Regions from separate parts of the Cyprinus carpio genome. Here region 1 is linked to region 2. The links are chromatin contacts, called in public Hi-C maps. All regions are on one chromosome and are shown on one strand. The core of a region is the stretch at or near the end of the contact, and the rest is flanking DNA. Distances in the headings are between cores, read along the strand shown.

Evidence for each region. A called contact is a pair of places that touch in the nucleus more often than the background predicts.
Region 1: a Hi-C map of skeletal muscle shows a contact between it and region 2, with 2.5 times the contacts expected there. The contact joins the enhancer-like site here to the promoter of LOC109048993 in region 2. A contact is called at or near these places in 5 of 8 Hi-C or Micro-C datasets (liver and skeletal muscle).

The regions. Positions count from the first base shown.
Region 1 is chrB24:13,127,313-13,133,904 of ASM1834038v1, forward strand. All of the region lies in intron 3 of LOC122142246 (a long non-coding RNA gene), which reads right to left. Among protein-coding and RNA genes, the nearest start is that of LOC122142246, 22 kb to the right of the region's middle. Within about 2 kb of position 4,424, at least 1 of the 8 cell types and tissues checked has an H3K27ac peak or open chromatin away from gene starts, as enhancers often do. A contact at or near this core is called in skeletal muscle, where this site is marked.
Region 2 is chrB24:13,043,993-13,050,650 of ASM1834038v1, forward strand. LOC109048993 (cysteine/serine-rich nuclear protein 1-like) reads right to left here and starts at 3,356. Exons shown (of 5, transcript XM_042752386.1): 1 at 3,101-3,356. LOC122142246 (a long non-coding RNA gene) reads right to left here. Exons shown (of 6, transcript XR_006158471.1): 4 at 6,483-6,577; 5 at 5,421-5,598; 6 at 4,044-5,257.

The DNA of each region.
Region 1 (6,592 bases), core at 3,174-5,673, 84 kb after region 2:
TAAATATTGTTCTGCCCCAAGTTTTTCTCATTTAAGAACCCATTTCCCTTTCATGTATGTTACGATATGGAATAAAAGGTCATCACAAACCTACTGTCATGCCTACTAATATGTTACCCTGGACCACAAAACCTTAAGTAGTCTTAAGTAGCACTGATATATTTGTAGCAATAGCCAACAATACATTGTATGGGTCAAAATTATTGATTTTTCTTTCATGCCAAAAACATTAGGAAATTAAGTAAAGATCATGTTCCATGAAGATATTTTGTAAATTTCCTGCCGTAAATATATCAAAATGTAATTTTTGTGAGTGGATGCAGCAAAATTGCAAAAAAAAAAAAATAAATGGCCGGAAACAAGCCTACAAACTTTGCTCACTGATGCCCGCTCTTTGGGAATTACCCACTCAAGTCTGGTATCTATGTAAAGCTAAGAATTTCCGCTTTTAGGTTCATCTACTCTCCACAGCATCATAACAGCAGTAAGCCAATGTGTGTGTGTGTATATATATATATATATATATATATATATACACACACACACACATATATATATATATATATATATATATATATATATTATTTTGTTTTTTTTGTTGTTTTTTTTTGCACCCTCAGATTCCAGATTTTCAAATTGTTTTATCTCAGCCAAATATTGTCCTATCCTAACACATCAATGGAAAGCTTATTTATTCAGCTTTCAGATGATGTATAAATCTCAATTTCAAAAAATTTACCCTTATGACTGTTTTTGTGGTCCAGGGTCACAAATAACTATTAGGTGAAAACCTTACTCTATGCCAGCTTTTTACATCATTCACAAAGCTTATTAAACCTTTTGCAATCCATCTTTATGCAGCATATTTTAATATGCACGTGAGTTTTGAGAACTGCCAAGAACAGGGCACGATTATCAGTAAATTACAAATTAAAGTTTGGTCTTTTCTGCACAAAAGGTGTCATATGACTTCTGCAGATATGAAATATGACTCAGACATCTTACAGACCAGCCTTACAAAACTTTTTTGGAGTTTCATAGCATGAAACTGAAGCACAAGGAAATATTTCCTTTTGTATTTAATGAAGAAAATCATACAGGTTTGAATGACATAACGGTAATGATGACAGAATATGGAATTAATTTATTTCCAATATTGTCACAGATAAATAAAAAATTATTTCTAATTATCAATAAATAAAATGCAGAAATGATGATCAGTTTTGTGATCAGTAAAAAAAAAGGTCATTATTTACACATTTTAGTTGTATAAATATTTCAACAGTAGTTTTGTTTATTTTAATAATTTATATTTTTTAATTTATCTGTATTAATATTGGATATTTAATTGTGCATGCTCATTTACAGTATTACAGATTGCCTTTGCCATTAATGCTTACTTAAAATTAATAAATTGAAAATGCAAATAATTTATTAACACTCAAAAAAAAACTTTTAAGCCTATTTTTTAGATTTACGCAATTTAATTAATAGTAAAATTCCATCAAATTGAATTTAATAATTGATTAAGTATTGTTTAATTATTCAATTAAAATATGTAATGACTATTCAATTCCATTTGATGGAATTTTACTATTTACAGTCAGAGCCAGTGAGACGTTAAGACAAAGCGAGCGCTGTCTCCTAGAGGGTAGCAGCATGTTCCGAACCGTCGGGCGCTCAGAGACCTGTTCTGTGAATCCTCACAGCACATCGGTGCAAAGTCTGCCGCTGTCTGACTGTTCCCATGGCAACGGCCAGGTGAGCAGACAGGCTGGAGAACACGGTGGGAACATGTGACTCTCTCCACATGCTCAGACACACAGACAGACACGCATGCAGATCTGTCACTTAAAAGCACACTGTCTCACAAAACATAAGCACACCTAGAACAGTGGGAACGGGTTACTACTGACGCATGCATGTGCAAATGTCTTGTTATTTAAAATCTGCACACACAGCATTTCTGTGACTGCTAACTAACATTCACAAAGACAAGGCAGTGTTTTCTGCATTAGCCTGGATGGAAAGACAGTGAGAGAGAGGGAAAGAGGAAAGGCGGGGCCATCTGCCTGGGGACTGGAACTCAGAGGTGTCATGAAGTCTGAACATCATGTAACGAACAGAACTCTGACAGCAAAGAGAGAGAGAGATAGGACATTGGGATAATTAGCTACTGTGAAAAAATAGTCCTTGGCTAACGTGATGAGTTAGTTCTTCCTCACCCTCATATAACAAAGGAGCCAAAGAATAGATATTTCTCAGTCTTACATCAAGGCAAAGTTATTACTGTTAACTAAATTATGATGTTTAATAAGCTATAGGAAGGCTAAAACCAGAAAAGAAAAAATAATATTTCCATTAACAGAAAAAAAAATGTGCTTTCAAGCAACTAAACTGAAACATGCATTAAATACGCATTATACAACATAAATGTGTCTTGTTTAGCCTCCAATAAAACACTTATATAATTTTATACATAACTAGTAGCTCAATATTCCAAAGTTTGGAAGGATTTTGGCAGTGAATGTTTATATATACCAGGGGTAGGCAAGTTCGGTCCTAGAGAGCCGAAGTCCTGCAGAGTTCAGCTTCAACCCTAATCAAACACACCTGAACAAGCTCATCAATGTCTTCAGGATTACTACGGCTACAGGCAGGTGAGGTTTTTTTTAGGGTTGGAGCTGAACTCTACAGGACTGTGGCTCTCCAGGACCGAACTTGCCTACCCCTGATATATACTATATATAACGTATGAATGTAGATTTTTATTTTAGATTGTTTAACTTATATAGATTATAAATATATATAAATGTAAAAAATCTAAAATAAAAAATTATATATGGACACGCAATAAATATAAAACAAAGTAAAAAAGTCTTTTAAAAAAAGTTAAATAAAAAGTGTTGTGATATTTATTACATATATGCATTATCTGCCATGCAAAAACTAATATATATATATATATATATATATATATATATATATATATATATATATATATATATATATATATATATATACACATACATAGACATATATACATACATACAGTAGTGGCCAAAATTATTAGACACCTGACAGATCTGAAAATATAGACCTTTTTGCCTCCAAAACATGATTTCATCTCATGATCATGAAACATGCAGATAGTTGCTCTGAGCACAAAAAAATGTCAGATGAAGTGACTCGTACTGTTTTTATTCACTTTTAACTGCAATATTTGATATGTCCACCTTTTGCAGCAATTACAGCAGCACATCTCTCTGGCATAGTGTCAATATATTTCCAGAGAACTTCAACACTATATATATATGAGCACTTTGCTGCTCTTGTTTGTATAATAAATATATATATAATATATATATATATATATATATATATATATACATAAATTAAAAATACAAAACAAACACACAAAAACACACACACACACATATATACACATTATCTGCCATGGATATCAAAAACTATAAACTAGTTTCTTGATTCACAATCTGCATCCAGTTCATGTTGCAAATTTATAAATGCAGAGTGATGGCAGTTACTATTTACTGCTAAATGCACATTCCTATTACATTTCATCATCAGCAAGTAGGCCTACTACTGTAGGTGGTGTTGTTATAAGCAGTTTAAGCATGTCAAATGACACGTCACTGCTCAAATGAATGATGAATGAAAATATGCAATTCTGCATGTAAGGTTTCATAAGAGAGACAAGCAATGAATGTGATGGAGTTCAAAATCATCCATCATCATTCAAGCTCATCAGCAAGTGTCAGATTTTTGTAAGCTATCGTGGCTCACACGTGGCTATTTAATTCATAATGAATGACGTGCTGAATGTGTATCTCCACTCCACATTACTTATTGATAGAATTCTCTTAGCGTCTGCTACCATAACTGGTATAAGAGGCCGCTAGTGCCCCAGCTGAGGGGAAATGCACTTGCAGTAGCTCCGGCATCAGGGAACAGTGCAGCGCTCGCACTCGGCTTAGGTTTCAAAAACACATGTGGCTCAGGAAATCCCATTGGATCTTCTGTACAGCCACTTGAGAGCCCTGCAGGGTGACTGTGGCTATTTCAAAGCCCGGGGGCCCTTATTGGCCCATGATGTAGAGACGAACTTCACCCAAGGCCACTGAAAGCACGGGGCCGTCCACTTTTAGAGCTGTTGGCCATGGTATATAAGGACATGTTTGCAAATACAGTCACCAGGGTACACTGAAGGGGTATTTTTAGAAGATCTTTAATAAGCATCCCGAATTAGCATGGGGCAAAACATAACTCATAATATGATTCACTCCAGATATGAGCATGAGCCTTAGTTTGTTATGACATCATCCAGTGGTCGAAGAAAGACCCTGCCTTACAGAGAACAGGGAATCAGTTTGATGCACCTGTGAGGTTGACCTTATCATGAACTCAGGGTTGGAAAGAAAATAAAGCGATTGATTGACAAGTTGTTCTGGCTGATAAATGTTCACTAGTTCAACCAAATATGAAATTCTGACTCATGTAGTGATCAAAGATCATGCTATTACAATTACTTGAGAGCTTTCAAGCTTCAAAAATAGTGCTAAAGCACCATAAATGTATTTATGGTCCATATGACTTGTGCTATATTTCATGTCTTTTAATCCCATTCAATAGATTTGACTGAGGAACAGACAAATTTGCTGAAAGTCTTCCACTGCAATGAGTTGTTAACCGCTGCAACCTAATCACTTAACTGATCTGAACTTGAGTCAGTGAGACAAAATCATTGAGTCGGTAAGTTAAACCCAAACCAGTGAGACTGATTCCTGGAGTCAGTGAGCTGAATTCTAGTCAATGAGAACAAATCAGAGTCAGCCATTTGAATTAAAGTCAATGAGACTGAATCACTGAGTCAGTGAGTTGAAGCCAAACCAGTCAGACTGAGTCAGTGAGTTAAACTTAAATCAGTGTGACCATTTCATTATTTGAACTCAAGCCAAAGAGACCAAATTACTGAGTCAGTGAGTTAAGTCCAAATCAGTTGCACTAAATCATTGAGTCGGTGAGTTGAATTAGAGTCAATAAGAATAAATCAGTGAGTTGAACTCAGATCAGTAAAAGCAAATAATTGAGTTAATGAGTTAAACTTGAGTCAGTGGGACTGAATCACTGAGTTAACAAACTGAACTGAGACCTGGACTGTGAACAAAATTTTTTAAGTACTGGACCAACCAATTAATGGAAACATTCAGACTCAAACTGACTCATGATCTGTTCATGATTCGGACAACACTGCTCATAAATGTGACAAGGAGAGCTTGATGATATTGATAAGGATGAAAAATAATGACAAAATTTAATTTTTTGGGTGAACTATCCCTTTAAAATTTGGATGCAACAGTGAGTTCTTAATACAGGTTCACCTGGCTCACCTTCAGTCTACTCCAATCATGTCTCATAAACTCAAAGGACGAACGTGACTCATCTGCCTCGCCGTCAGTCCAGACTGATCTTCACATGTTGTTTAGATTCTGGAGGACATGCATGCCTTTCACTTCTGATTCCAGCGGACAGGAGTGACTGACCTTGTCAATGGACACAGAACTGCTGTGTCTGTCAGTATTGAGGAACCTGTCACATCCATCTTCAGTTAATTGTCGCATTAGATTACTGATGGCAGGTATGAATGTGCCTTAATGACACAGGGGCTGCCAAAACAGCTCTTCATAAAGAAATCTATAGGCTCTGTCAATTCTGAATGCTGAGCGATTAAGCTAGCCTAACTCCCAGTCTAACTCCCCTTTGCTGTCCTGGAACACATGAAGGGGAAAATTGCTTTCACAAGGTAGCAGTGAGTTTGGATCCCATCACAGGGACCTCTTATTGGAATGTCAGCTTTGATGAATGGATCCAAATGAACATTCCCCACATCGGAGGCCTTTCGCTGAAGAAGAGGATCACTGCTGCTCTTGCTCTTCAGCAGCTGTATCTGCTGATCCCTCAGATGGTGGGGGGGAGGTGAAGTGGAACGGCATAAAAAAGCTCAGCTTGAGGTAATTCATACCACTTTGAATCATTAGAAACACCGGGACAAAGTGGGCACCTAAAACCAAGCTCAAGGTCGACCTTTGCACTTCCTGTTTCCTGTTCGCTTGCTGACGTGGTTCAGATTCCAGACTCCAAAGACATCTCAAAATGGACATGACTGGACAAGCATACTTGCTTATTTAATTAGTTATTTTGAAACATACGAGTATTCAAGGTTCAAAAGGAACACTAGACTAGCAACCAAATGCAATACAAAACTGGCAGGTATTTACACTACCATTCAAAAGTTTTGGGGTCAGTAAGTTTTTTGGCTTTTTTTTTTTTTTTTTTGGAAAGAAATAAATACTTTTATTTAGCAAGGATGCATTAAACTGAGCAAAAGCAACATTTATAGAGTTACAAAAGATTTTTATTTCAGATTAATACTGTTCTGTTGAACTTTCGGTTCATCAAAGAATCCTGAAAAAATGTATCATGGTTTCCACAAAAATATTAAATGGCAAATAACTGTTTTTAACATGGATGATAATAAAAATCATGCTGCACTGAAGACTGGAGTAATGGC
Region 2 (6,658 bases), core at 2,106-4,605:
AGTCCACTGATGAGGTATTCTCAATGCTGTTGTCACTAAGGCGGAAATAAATCTCGTGCACAAAGCGAGAATGGCCACAAAAGCAGCAGACTTCTGAAACCGGATCCGTTGTCGACAGGCTCACTGCAGTTTAATGTAGCACAAATTAAACACAGGTTTCATTGAAACTTCTCAAACTCCCTGCTCTCACTGTCCTGCTTTCAAAAATGCAACACTCTTGATCTTATGCAAGAGTGTTGACTTTGCCCCTCCAGCTCACAGCTTCCATCCAGATGATAATCAGCAGCATGTACCTCATCTAAAAAAGCGCAACTATGATAACAGGCTGCAAAAGATGGTGTAAAAACGCTTGTGAGATAAGTGGAATCAAATCCAGGTTCCACAACTCCACTCTCCCCCTGCTGGTCAGCCCTTAAGAACTGCAGTCAGGGGGAGGAGGGAGTCGTGTGTTGTGCAGATCATCACTCTAGATGTTCAGCTACGCCAGAGACATTCTGTTCCTGAACCGCAACCCATGCAGAGTACACATTCATCCCAAATAGGAGCGCGCACTGGTGTGGGAGGAGGGTAGCCACCGAGAACTTTAAACAAATAAATAATGTGATGTCTTCAGCCCACAGGAATTCTCCCCTGGCAACGGCGACACATTCTGTAATAGTCTATCTATCCCAGATGTGTCTGTGTAGTCCAGACCGCTATTGCCCAAGAGGAACCACCTCAGACAGAAACATCTATAAAAACACCTGATGAGGTGTCATGAGTCATCACAGATTACATTATTAGGGTGAAGATGAAGATTTGTGTCATACAGCTGTATGGACTCTCTCCATCATACTATGCATTTCCAAATTAAAAAATACACAGAGAAAGATCTTTAAACAGCACACGTAAAGCTACAGTTATTTGGGCTTCAAGTTGCATTTAAAAAAAATGATAGATATCCTAAAACACCCTCGGAAAATGATTTTGCAGTTTTGAGTGAAACATTCCTCACATTTTAAGTCAACGAGTGGAAAATATGATCATCAGGAAACTGAAAGCAAATGGAACAATTTGCATCAATATCCGAAATGCAAACTTCCAACAGAGTGTGCAAAGTGTAGCTTCCTTGAGAAGTCATCAGCATGAGTTTGTACTGAATACCTTAATGGTGGAAGAAAAAAAAAGAAAAAAAAAAAAACCTAGCCATCTTTACCAGTCTCTTAAGACTCCCAAGGGAGACTATTTGTGTGTGTCAAGGGTGGGGGAGCTCAGGGGTCAGCAGCTCACGTCTGGGGCGCTCACTGGTACCTCACAAGTTTGGAGGAATACTAGAAAGTGACAAAACAGATGGGACCCCTCTGCTTCTCTGTTTTAGAGACATCAGGACCTCCTCCTCCTCAATACAACCACACAATTGCCACACACTGAACTATCCCAAATAGTAACACCCAGTCTGTGGGTGGAAGCTTAATAAAAAGATGACATGTTGTGATGTACACTAATGATGTTGACATCATCTCAATTAAAAGGTATGACTGCTTTAAATGAGACGTGAAGACTTAAAAGAGGTAAGGAAACCAGTTGACTGATTTCAATGTCCATGGTACACGTGCAAGTTCACACCTCATCAACCCACAAGTACATAAAATATATATTTTTTTAATCTTTTATGGGTCCTATTTGATAAGTTTAACGTGTACTGAAAATGAAAACAACATATTTACATCAACATCGTTTTGTAGGAAACGAAACTCACTCGTGCAAAACTCAGGGCTCGAGTGATAAAGTTTTAAAAGACATAAAACGCAATAAAAGACTTACTAAGGTTGGTTTAGGAATAAACATGAGCATGTAGGCGAGGTATGTAAACAAAATTCGATTAGCAATATTAACTATTCCCACAAACAATCCAAGTGAGGTCGCGCGAGAGACACGAATCTGCTCTCACTCGAACTTTCGAAACATCTACAAATACGCAAAGATTCTCTCAATAGCAAGTGCTGCCGAGCTGGTATTTTTGACAATACACTCAGTTTACATACAAGCTTATAAGTGAATACAAAACTTCCACTCTCAAACATTCAATCTGCTTAGGCTACAGACAGGGACTGTGAATTACCTCAGAATGGAACCCAGTAAATGTGTAACAAACGAGTGTGAAACGAGACCATTAGGTTACATTTTCACTTCAGTAACCCCAATCACGCCGCGCACAACGTGTCAGTAATTGTTGAATAATCTCGTGATGACACTCCTCGTGATTGACTGATGTCAATCACAGCATTCATCATATAAACTGTTATATCATAACAATAAGAAATGTGTGGTTTTAAAGCAAGAAAACGAGGAAATAAATGAATAGTTTACATTTATTTGTGTGTGGATTTATATTGGCAATCATTAAACTCAACGAAGTGAAACCGGGCTCGGATCAAGTAAGGTTTCCCTCAGACCTGCGTTCATCCTCGCATGCACACACGGTGACGTCACTGGGGACTGGAAGTGCATGTGAGGCTGAGCGCAGATCTGCAGGCAGACTGTTGAAATGATGCGGTGTGGCACCTTAAGGAGTCGCTCGCGCTTCAGAAGACACACCAGCACTATAAACGTGAACGAGGAATGCACTCGACACATAACACACATCCAAACCAGCAATTACGGCTTATCGGATACACACACATACGGTCCACTATGCTGGAAAACAGCTGCTTACGAGAGCGATCTTTTCATTAAACCCAGCGACCGCAACCATTTACGTTAAAGTGTTTGACAGACAAAACGCTTATATTTACTCCGAATACACTACACTTAAGCATGCGGGTTAAAATAATAAATCGTTTAAAGATTTATTAGAGAAACAAAATGTGTGAATACATTGAAAACCCAAAACAATGGCGAATAATGTAAACTTTAGTTAGTTTTTTTTTTTTTCTGTCACGGCAGCATACAACAATGTCCTCTCCATTCGCTATTTGAAATAGTTACACAACACATTTTATCTGTTTACACTGGCCGACAAAAGAACATTGAAAGTATCTGGCTGGACTCCAGCACCGAGGTTTGCCTATTAGACACATTACAAGTGCAGCGTTAAAGAGCGCGAACCTCCGCTACTCACCAATAACGTGTCCGATCAGCATTAGTATATCACAATAGAGGAAAAGAAGAAGCGGTAATAATCCAAGTGATACGAAAGCGCGTTTATCCGTATAGAGATCCCGTTCTGTCCGTGTGGCTATTGTGCGCTCGGCGTGCTGAAGCAGCAGCTGAAGCTGTTCCTCTTGTCTAAAGCAGACGGCTGAGCAGCGCAGTCTTTTCGTCAGTGGAAAACTCCCTCCTGGCGTGTGACGCAGGCGGTGACTCTGCCCACGCGCCGCTTCCTGCCTTCCGCGCGGAGCGACACTCCTCCTGGCGCACTCGCATTCTGACACATAATCACTATAGTAACATGATTGATAAAATAACAATAACCGCCGTTTATAGGAAATAGTATAGGTTTCATTACTCTGAAAAAAAAAAACTACTGTAGGCATAGTTCCTGTAGTAATCATAGTAAATAACATTTCCTAAAAACATAGAAAGGCCTTTCAGAATCTTTCTGCTATTTTGTTTTATAACAGTGGTGCATAATAACATGTTTTCTATGGTAAACTGTGTGTGTGTGTATTAGTGCAGTCAAAAGATAAACCCATACCAATCAAAAACCAAACAAAAACTTAACATATACTTAGTATATTAATTTATATATATATTAACTTAAAAATTTAAGAAAGCACGTATAAATATAATTATATATTAAATATATATATTAAATATATGTAATATATACATGTAAATATATGTAAACATTTTCAAAATATATATTGTATGTGTGTATTTGCATATACATAATAAATATACACAGCACACACACATAATATGTAAACAAATAAATAAAATGATTATGTGTGTGTGTGTGTGTGTGTGTGTGTGTGTGTGTGTGTATGTGTGTGTGTGTATATATATATATATAAATATATATATACACACACACATGGTAATGTTTGCTATCGTAAATTATATATAAATGTATAATATAAAATGTATTTAATAATATGAATAATTAAATTTATATAATTTAAATGTATGATTTACTCTAGATACTCTTAGGGTTTTTCTTTTACCTTTCTCGTATGATATTTGTGACTAAATAAATTAAATATGTGTAGTTTGATGTTGACTACGTGGTTGTTATTCATAATTTCCTGAGTCAGTCTCCACTGAATTAATGAGTCATAAAGCTTTTGCATCATTTAGTAGTAAATCCCGTAATACTTTTGCATCATTTAGTAGTAAAACTTGTAAAACTCTTGCCTAATTTATTGGTCAGGTTGTTGCAGATGTGCACATTGACATGCAAACTCTCAGACATATAATGAATAAGTAATTTGATTACATTTTTTATGTTTATTAAAAAAATTAGACTGGGGCTGAGGACAAGTTCAGGGTGAATCACAGTGATTTCAGGTATGACTGAACATCATGTCCCCTCCTATCTAAACCATCTCTGAAGTGTTACACCTGTGTCATCATTAACTGCGCACGCCTGCATGACACAGAATTCCACTAATGCAGTATTTATCAGAATGGTGTACAGCCCAGACGTGTTTAGGAGGAGAAACTTTCGATTTCTAGAGAAAAAGGGAGTGTTGCCAGTATCAACACAGGTGTAAAATGTTTGGGTGGAGGCAGCTACTTTTTGTGTACTGAGTGTATTAATCGAACACAGGATCACAGCTCATTTTAGAAGGCTTCGGTCCTTGGGGCCCCGTAAAGCACATAATCATTCTCCAAAACAAATAGGCAGGTCTGATGGCATGCTGAGAATCACATGGCATGCTGTTGTTGCAATACACAAACTAAACTGTTCGACTAAGCTGTGCTCAAATCACTACTCTTGAGCACTTTTATAGTTAATGTTGCTGATTGCTTCTGTGTACATGTTGTTAATAGGTGTTTACTTGTGATTTTTGGCATGATTCATCAGTGTTGGTTTATCTATTAGTGCACGTGTTGAGACAACAAAGCTGGAATGTCCTGTAGATCGTCTCTTCCTGATTAACTTGGCTGTCGCCGTCATGCTTTTAGACACCGTTCAAGTGTATCTAGATAGTCGGCCTTTTAGTACTTTGTCACTTCTCTACTTAACTCCAGCCAGCAAAACCACTAATATCTGTTAGCGTTAAAGAGATTGGCTGACTCTTGCTTTGTCACTGTGGTCTTCAGCTGACAAAACCTGTTAAAAAGAGAAATAGAAACACAGTGTGCTTCCAAAGTAAGGCATCACTGTTACATGCAATAATATTGATAAAAGATGGTTCAGGACATGAAAGAACTCCTCACAAATTCCCAAAGTGAAAAAAAAAGTTAAAGTTAAAGGGATGAAGACTGATACTCACAAATGTTTGTCTGCTCTTCCAAGAAAAGGAGCCTCGGGAGGGGGAGGGGAATGGTTTTGCCAGGGTCACTGGCTCAGGCCTGCATATATTACCCACTATGTCTTTAAAAGTGTGCCAGAGACTTTACCGCAGAGGACGCCCCACATCGAGAACAATAATGGCCCTCAATGCTTACCATCTGCAGGGAGAAAAAAAGCCATTGCTGCACGTGTTCTTAGTAGCACCTCACATGAACTGACTCGCACATTACTGAGCTGGGCTCATATACCTCAGTGCATACATTACAGAACAAGTGCACGCTGGAGTTTCCCATTCAGGTTTTATAGGGAAAGTTCACCCAGAAATTACAATTCTGTAAATATGTAGTCATTCTCATGGTATTCCAAACCTCACAAGCTGAATTTATGAAAAATATCCAGCCCCAAAATGAAAAATAAAAAATAAAATAAAAAAATAAAATAAAAAGTTTAATTAAAACATTCTGAATAATATACTAGAAAACTAAAATAAAACATATTAAAAATGTTAATTATTATTATTCTTTTTATTTTATTATTATTATTATTATTTTTTTTTTTAATAACATACTTTGAACATACTGTGAATAAAAAAATACAAATGTTTTTAAAAAGTTAAAAAATTTTTTTTGAATAATATACTGGGAACTAAAAATAAAATAAAATAAAATAAAATAAAATAAAATAAAATAAAATAAAATAAAATAAAATAAAATAAAATAAAATAAAATAAAATATTTATTTTTAAACTCGACAACCCCATTTTTCATTTGATTTTAATTGGCGAAAGTGGCCAGGATACTCAGGATAAAAATTCAACTTTTGTGTTTCACAGAATAAAGAAAGTTAGATTTACATTTTAATTACATTTTCTGGTTGAACTATCCATTTTAGTTTGTTTAAATGTTTAATATCTCAGAAAATGCCTTTGGAAGCAAGCAAAAATAAACACCCTCACAAGTTTGCAAATTAATTAGGGAAAACCAGTGATAGGTCCCCAGGACAAAGCCTTCCAGTGCGTATTGAGAAAGAGAGGGGTGCTTACAGGAGTCAGGGTGAAGTGCAGGGTTTTTGGGAACAGATTGATGGCCCCAGCTGTCCCTAAGGAGTGAGGCCAGACAAAGATGGGCAGCTGGTCACCTGTGGATGAGACAAGTGCTGACACTTCTGGATCTAGTATTCACTGGGAACCCAATTATCGCCTTACAGTCATCCTGTATT